2 separate regions of the Sus scrofa genome follow, and region 2 is linked to region 1. The links are chromatin contacts, called in public Hi-C maps. All regions are on one chromosome and are shown on one strand. Each heading gives the region's core, a stretch centred on a gene start, on an enhancer-like site or on the middle of the called end of the contact. The rest is flanking DNA. Distances are from core to core; before and after follow the strand shown.

Region 1 (2,700 bases), core at 23-2,522:
TTATGCTTAGCTCATGAAATGGGTTGCCAGCTGTTTACTGAGCCCAGGGGATACTCAGCTTCTACAGGGCATCCCAAACTCAGCCCCAAAGCTGAGAAAAGTCAGAATAGAGCAGAAGAAAGGAAAGAACCTCCAAACCGTATGTTTGATGCAAGTGTGGGTTGCAAAGCAGAGAGAGGAGGAACCACAAAATTTGTATGTAAAGGACACGGTTTTCCAGGGACCTGATATTGACTGTAAAGTGAACTTTCATTATTTGTTTTATTGACAGAAGAAATGCACATAGAAGAATTAATAGCTATGGATAGAGTTTAAAAATAGAACTACTGATAAAGTTTAAAAATTAATAACTACTGATAAAATTTAAAAATAGAAAAGTTTAAAAAAAAAGTTAAAAATTTTTTTTCTTTTGTCTATTTTAGGGTCCCACCCACGACATATGGAGGTTCCCAGGCTAAGGGTTGAATCAGAGCTGTCGCTGCCGGCCTACACCACAGCCACAGCAACTCGGGATCTGAGCCACGTCTGCAACCTATACCACAGCTCAAGGCAATGCCAGATCCTTAGATCCTTAACCCACTGAGCGAGGCCAGGGATTGAACACACGTCCTCATGGAAACTAGTCATGTTTGTTAACCATTGAGCCACGACGGGAACTCCACACTTATTTTCAATACCCAGAGCTACCATTGTAGCTAAATCATAATAATCACTTAATACATGCTAGCCATTAGCCATTATAATTATATGTTTATTACCTCCATACCTATCTACGAAGTGACTTACATTTTTTTAAAATCTGCATTTATGGTGAAAACAATGTATTCAGACTCTTTTCCCATGTCATTTAACCCATTTTGTAGTTGCATTTTTTTAATTCTTTGGCTAACCATTAACAGGTGTATGCTTTGCAACATGGCAAGATAGAATGTGGACCATTTGTATGTATCTGGAAATCAACAGACCTTATCTGTACATGCACTGAAATCTTCTCTAGTCAGGAAAGAGATTATAAAAACAACAGAGCCTCAGAGGGAAAAGAATCTGTCAGAGATTGAATGTGCACACATTTATATGAATGTCTGCAACGATACAGACTAAAGAAATGATCCAGTTTTGAGCCCAAACAGGAGAGATGAGCCCCTCCCTTCCTGGCTGCATGACCACTCCCTCTTCTCCCCCCCTCCCCATTCTCTGTCTCCCCAGATGTGCTCTCGCTGGCTGGGTCTCTCCAGGATTTCCTGATTATAATGAGGAAACACAGCTGATCAGGCCAACGAGTTCAGATTGAGATCTATCACCTTTTGACCTTTGGCCCCACCCTCTGTTTACCAGTCTGAGAGTTGGCACAGATGGCTGTAAATGGAAGAAAAGAGAAAGAAGGCAGAGAAGCAAAATGACATGTACCAGTGGCTGCCAGCTCTGCAAGCCACACCTTGTTTCTCTCTTCCTGTGTAACGATGAGAAGCAGAGCCTGGGCCATTACAGCTGAGGGTGGGAACAGAGCTGCAGGTTATTTACCTATTCAACAGCTCAACCCAACATACAAGCAGGTTATTTATCTGCTCAAGGCAATTATTTCGCTGGGAAAATAAAAGACGTAGGGGGAATTTCTCCCTCTCTCTCTTTTTCTTTTTCTTCCTTTTTTTTTTTTGCTTGCTTTCTAGGGCCGCATGCGTGGCATATGGAAGTTCTCAGGCTAGGGGTTGAACTGGAGATGCAGCTACCAGCCTACACCACAGCCACAGCAATGCAGGATCCAAGCCATGCCTGTGACCTACACTGCAGCTCACGGCAGCGCTGGGTCCTTAACCAACTGAGTGAAGCTAGAGATTGAACCTGCATCCTCATGGATACCAGTCAGATTTGTTACCACTGAGCCACAATGGGAACTTCAAAATTGCTTTATTGTTTACCATCAAATCATTAATTCTGCCCATATCTTCCCCCATCTTTTTTTCTCCTGGTCCTGCTCTTACCAAAGGCCTGTCTCTCCAATTCTGCCCTGGGCCCCCCTGCCACTGCCCATTAGCCACTGACTCCATTTCTTCTCAGCAGCATCCATCTCTTCCCCAGTACGCACACATGCTGTAGTAACCATCAAATTAAAAGGTAAGCCCCAACTTCAAAGATGCCAAATCCTCTTTTGAGCTATGATCTCCTTCCAGCTACTCTCTTTGCCTATTTTTATGTTTCCTTTTACAGTAAAATGTAAAAGTCTTGTTAATATGCTGTTTCTCCTCCCTGCATTTCATTTTATCCTTCAACCTCCTCTAATCTGGCCTCTGGTTTCACTAGAAGAGCTTTGGTCAAAGTTGACAAGGACGTCCACGTGGACAAGGCGACAGGCGTGCTGGGTCTTATACTCGTCAGCCTCTCAGCACCATTCCACCTGGTGAACCATCCATCCTTCTTCCCTGATTCGAGTGACTCTGGTTTTTCTGTTTATTTCCTTCCTTTCCTTTCTTCCTCTCTCTCCCTTCCTTCCTTCCCTTCTTATTTAAATTGGAGTGGATGTTCAATATTATGTTAATTTCAGGCATACCAACTAGGGACCTGACATTTGCATACCCTAGGAAATCCACTTGTACCCATACAAAGTTATTACGGTATTACTGACCATAGCCCTTATGCTGTGTGTCACATCCCCGTGGCTCATTTACGTTTTAAGTGGGGGCTTGTACCTCTGAATCTCCTCCA
Region 2 (2,700 bases), core at 130-2,629, 310 kb before region 1:
GACATAAACATTCTCTAGATCTAAATGTTCCTCAGTTGAGAACATGCCATGGCAATAGAGCTCTAGCCCTTCTTGGCTGCCCAGTGTTGCATTATCACATTCAAGTGGCAATAATTTCCTAGAAAAAGACTTTTTTTCCCCCCTCTCGTTTTCTAACACAGGCAAAGGGTGATATCAACTTCTGTATGAAACTGGGTTGTAGCATGATGAATTTTGTTTCCTAATGAAAAGCAGGATATTGAGTATAATAGTGAGAGTATAATTTTTTATCATCTGAAAATACAGCAGATTTCAATGTAATTTTGCTCCTCTTTTCCCCATTAGTAAGTTGAATTGGAATGGAAAGTGGATTGATAACTTAAGAGTACAGAAATCTGAACAATTACTTGTAACTTTGTACTGTGATTTAAAAGTTACATAGATTTTTGATTCACTTATAAAAGGTACCTGTGCATGATGGGAAGAAATATATAAACAGGATGCAGAAATAAGCTTTGTTACTGGTGTGGCATTTCTGAAACCTTGCTGGAGGTTTTGTTTTGTTTTGTTTTGTTTTGTTTTAAATCAGTTTTCTTCAACTCATAAGTTATATTCTTATGGTGTTATGGTGCTCTGTACCCTTCACTGTAATCATTTGTAAATACAAAGAAAACCTTTTTTTTTTTTTTTTTTAAGAAACTGTCTTTTTGTTAGGGGCAAAGTTATTCAAATAATATGTTTATTTCTTATCATATGGAAGAAAAAAATAGCCCACTTTTTTTTTGACGCAAACTAAGGTACAGGCTTTATAAATGCCAGATAATGGGCATAAATTGAGGTATGAAGTGGAAAGAATATGTAATGAAACAAAATTATAAACTTGATATTCTAGATCATAGGTGACTGTCATTGTTCATGAATTCAGGAATTGGATCAGATACTAACTTTGATAAGTCTTGTTGACTTTGTGGCTAAATGGATAATTATTTGTAGCCTATATTAAGTTAAACATTGTTTTAACAAGAAGCTACCATGTCTTCAAATAGGTACAAATATGAGAAATTATGTATTTTTTTTTTTTTTCAAAAATGGTTTTGGGTGTTGCCTAACAGTTTCCTTTGTGGTTTTACCTTTCAAGTAGTTATAATTTACGAACTATACTTTTGGAGACTAAGATAAAGGTAAACAATTTCCCAAGATTTTAACAGATTCCTAAGGTGTTTGTATCCGTATTGTTAAGACTAAACATATGGAAGTATTATTGCATTAGTAATTGTATTTTTTAATCATATGTAAAACTGTCATCTTTAGTAAGAGCATTTATCAGTACTGTTTAGACTAACAGCTTTTCTCAACCAGCATCCTGGGAGAGAATACCCTAATGCCCTCAGGCATGCAGTTGTGTGTAATTATTAACTTTTCACCTTTGCATCTAGGAAAGTACTGGTTGTACTAAGGGGAATTGAGAAATAATCACTCAGATCATTTTGTGTGTTCGGGGTTCAGAAGAGGATCCCTAGTTAAGAAAGGGCTGGCAGACAGTCTTAGAAATATTAGAAGGAACACAGCAAGTGTGGTAATATATTAGTGATCATAAGCCAGTTACATTAGATAAGAAAAAGTATTTAAGGCTTAAAACTTGGAAAGAAGAGATTTTTCTTTTATATAAAATATATTATTGTATTTCTTTCTTTTTTTCATTGCTCAAATGAATTTATCGCATCTGTAGTTGTGTAATGATCATAACAATCTGATTTCACAGGATTTCCATCTCACAACCCAAGCACATCCCCCCACCCCCCAAACTGTCTCCTCCGGAGACCATAAGTTTTTCAATGTCTGTGAGTCAGCATCTGTTCTGCAAAGAAGTTCAGTCTGTCCTTTTTTCAGATTCCACATGTCAGTGAAAGCATTGGATGTTGGTGTCTCATTGTATGGCTGACTTCACTTAGCATGATAATTTCCAGGTCCATCCATGTTGCTAAAAATGCCAGTATTTCATTTCTTTTAATGGCTGAGTAATATTTCATTGTGTATATGTACCATATCTTCTTGATCCACTCCTCTGTCGATGGACATTTAGGTGGTTTCCATGTCTTGGCTACTGCAAATAGCGCTGCAATGAACATCGGAGTACATATGTCTTTGCAAATCGTGGTTTTCTCTGGATAGATGCCCAGGAGTGGGATTGCTGGATCAAATGGTAGTTCTATTTTGAGTTTTCTGAGGAATCTCCATCCTGTTTTCCACAGTGGTTGCACTAATTTACAATCCCACCAACAGTGTACTAGGGTTCCTTTTTCTCCACACCCTTTCCAGCACTTATTGTTTGTAGACTTTTGGATGATGGCCATTTTGGCTGGTGTGAGGTGGTACCTTATAGTGGTTTTGGTTTGCATTTCTCTAATGATGAGTGATGTTGAACATCTTTTCATGTGTTTCTCGGCCATCTGTATATCTTCTTTGGAGAATTGTCTGTTTAGATCTTCTGCCCATTTTTTGATGGGGTTGTTTGTGTTTTTGGTATGGAGCTGCAGAAGGTGTTTATAAATTTTGGAGATGAATCCCTTGTCAGCTGATTCACTTGCAAAGATTTTCTCCCATTCTGTGGGTTGTCTTTTCATTTTGTTTAGGATTTCCTTTGCTGTGCAGGAACTTTGAAGTTTGATTAGGTCCCATTTGTTTATTTTTCTTTTTATTGTCAATACTCTTGATAGGTGG

The links. Hi-C and Micro-C count contacts between places; a contact is called where the count stands out from the background.
Region 2: a Hi-C map of liver shows a contact between it and region 1, with 6 times the contacts expected there. The contact joins two enhancer-like sites. A contact is called at or near these places in 1 of 47 Hi-C or Micro-C datasets (liver) and 1 of 2 datasets of contacts at active chromatin or transcription factors (skeletal muscle).

What each region holds. Positions count from the first base shown.
Region 1 is chr4:117,041,508-117,044,207 of Sscrofa11.1, reverse strand. No RefSeq gene overlaps it. Among named protein-coding and RNA genes, the nearest start is that of S1PR1, 27 kb to the left of the region's middle. Within about 2 kb of position 1,272, at least 10 of the 83 cell types and tissues checked have an H3K27ac peak or open chromatin away from gene starts, as enhancers often do. A contact at or near this core is called in liver, where this site is marked.
Region 2 is chr4:117,352,365-117,355,064 of Sscrofa11.1, reverse strand. The region is part of intron 8 of SLC30A7 (solute carrier family 30 member 7); the gene reads left to right. Among named protein-coding and RNA genes, the nearest start is that of SLC30A7, 43 kb to the left of the region's middle. Within about 2 kb of position 1,379, at least 3 of the 83 cell types and tissues checked have an H3K27ac peak or open chromatin away from gene starts, as enhancers often do. A contact at or near this core is called in liver, where this site is marked.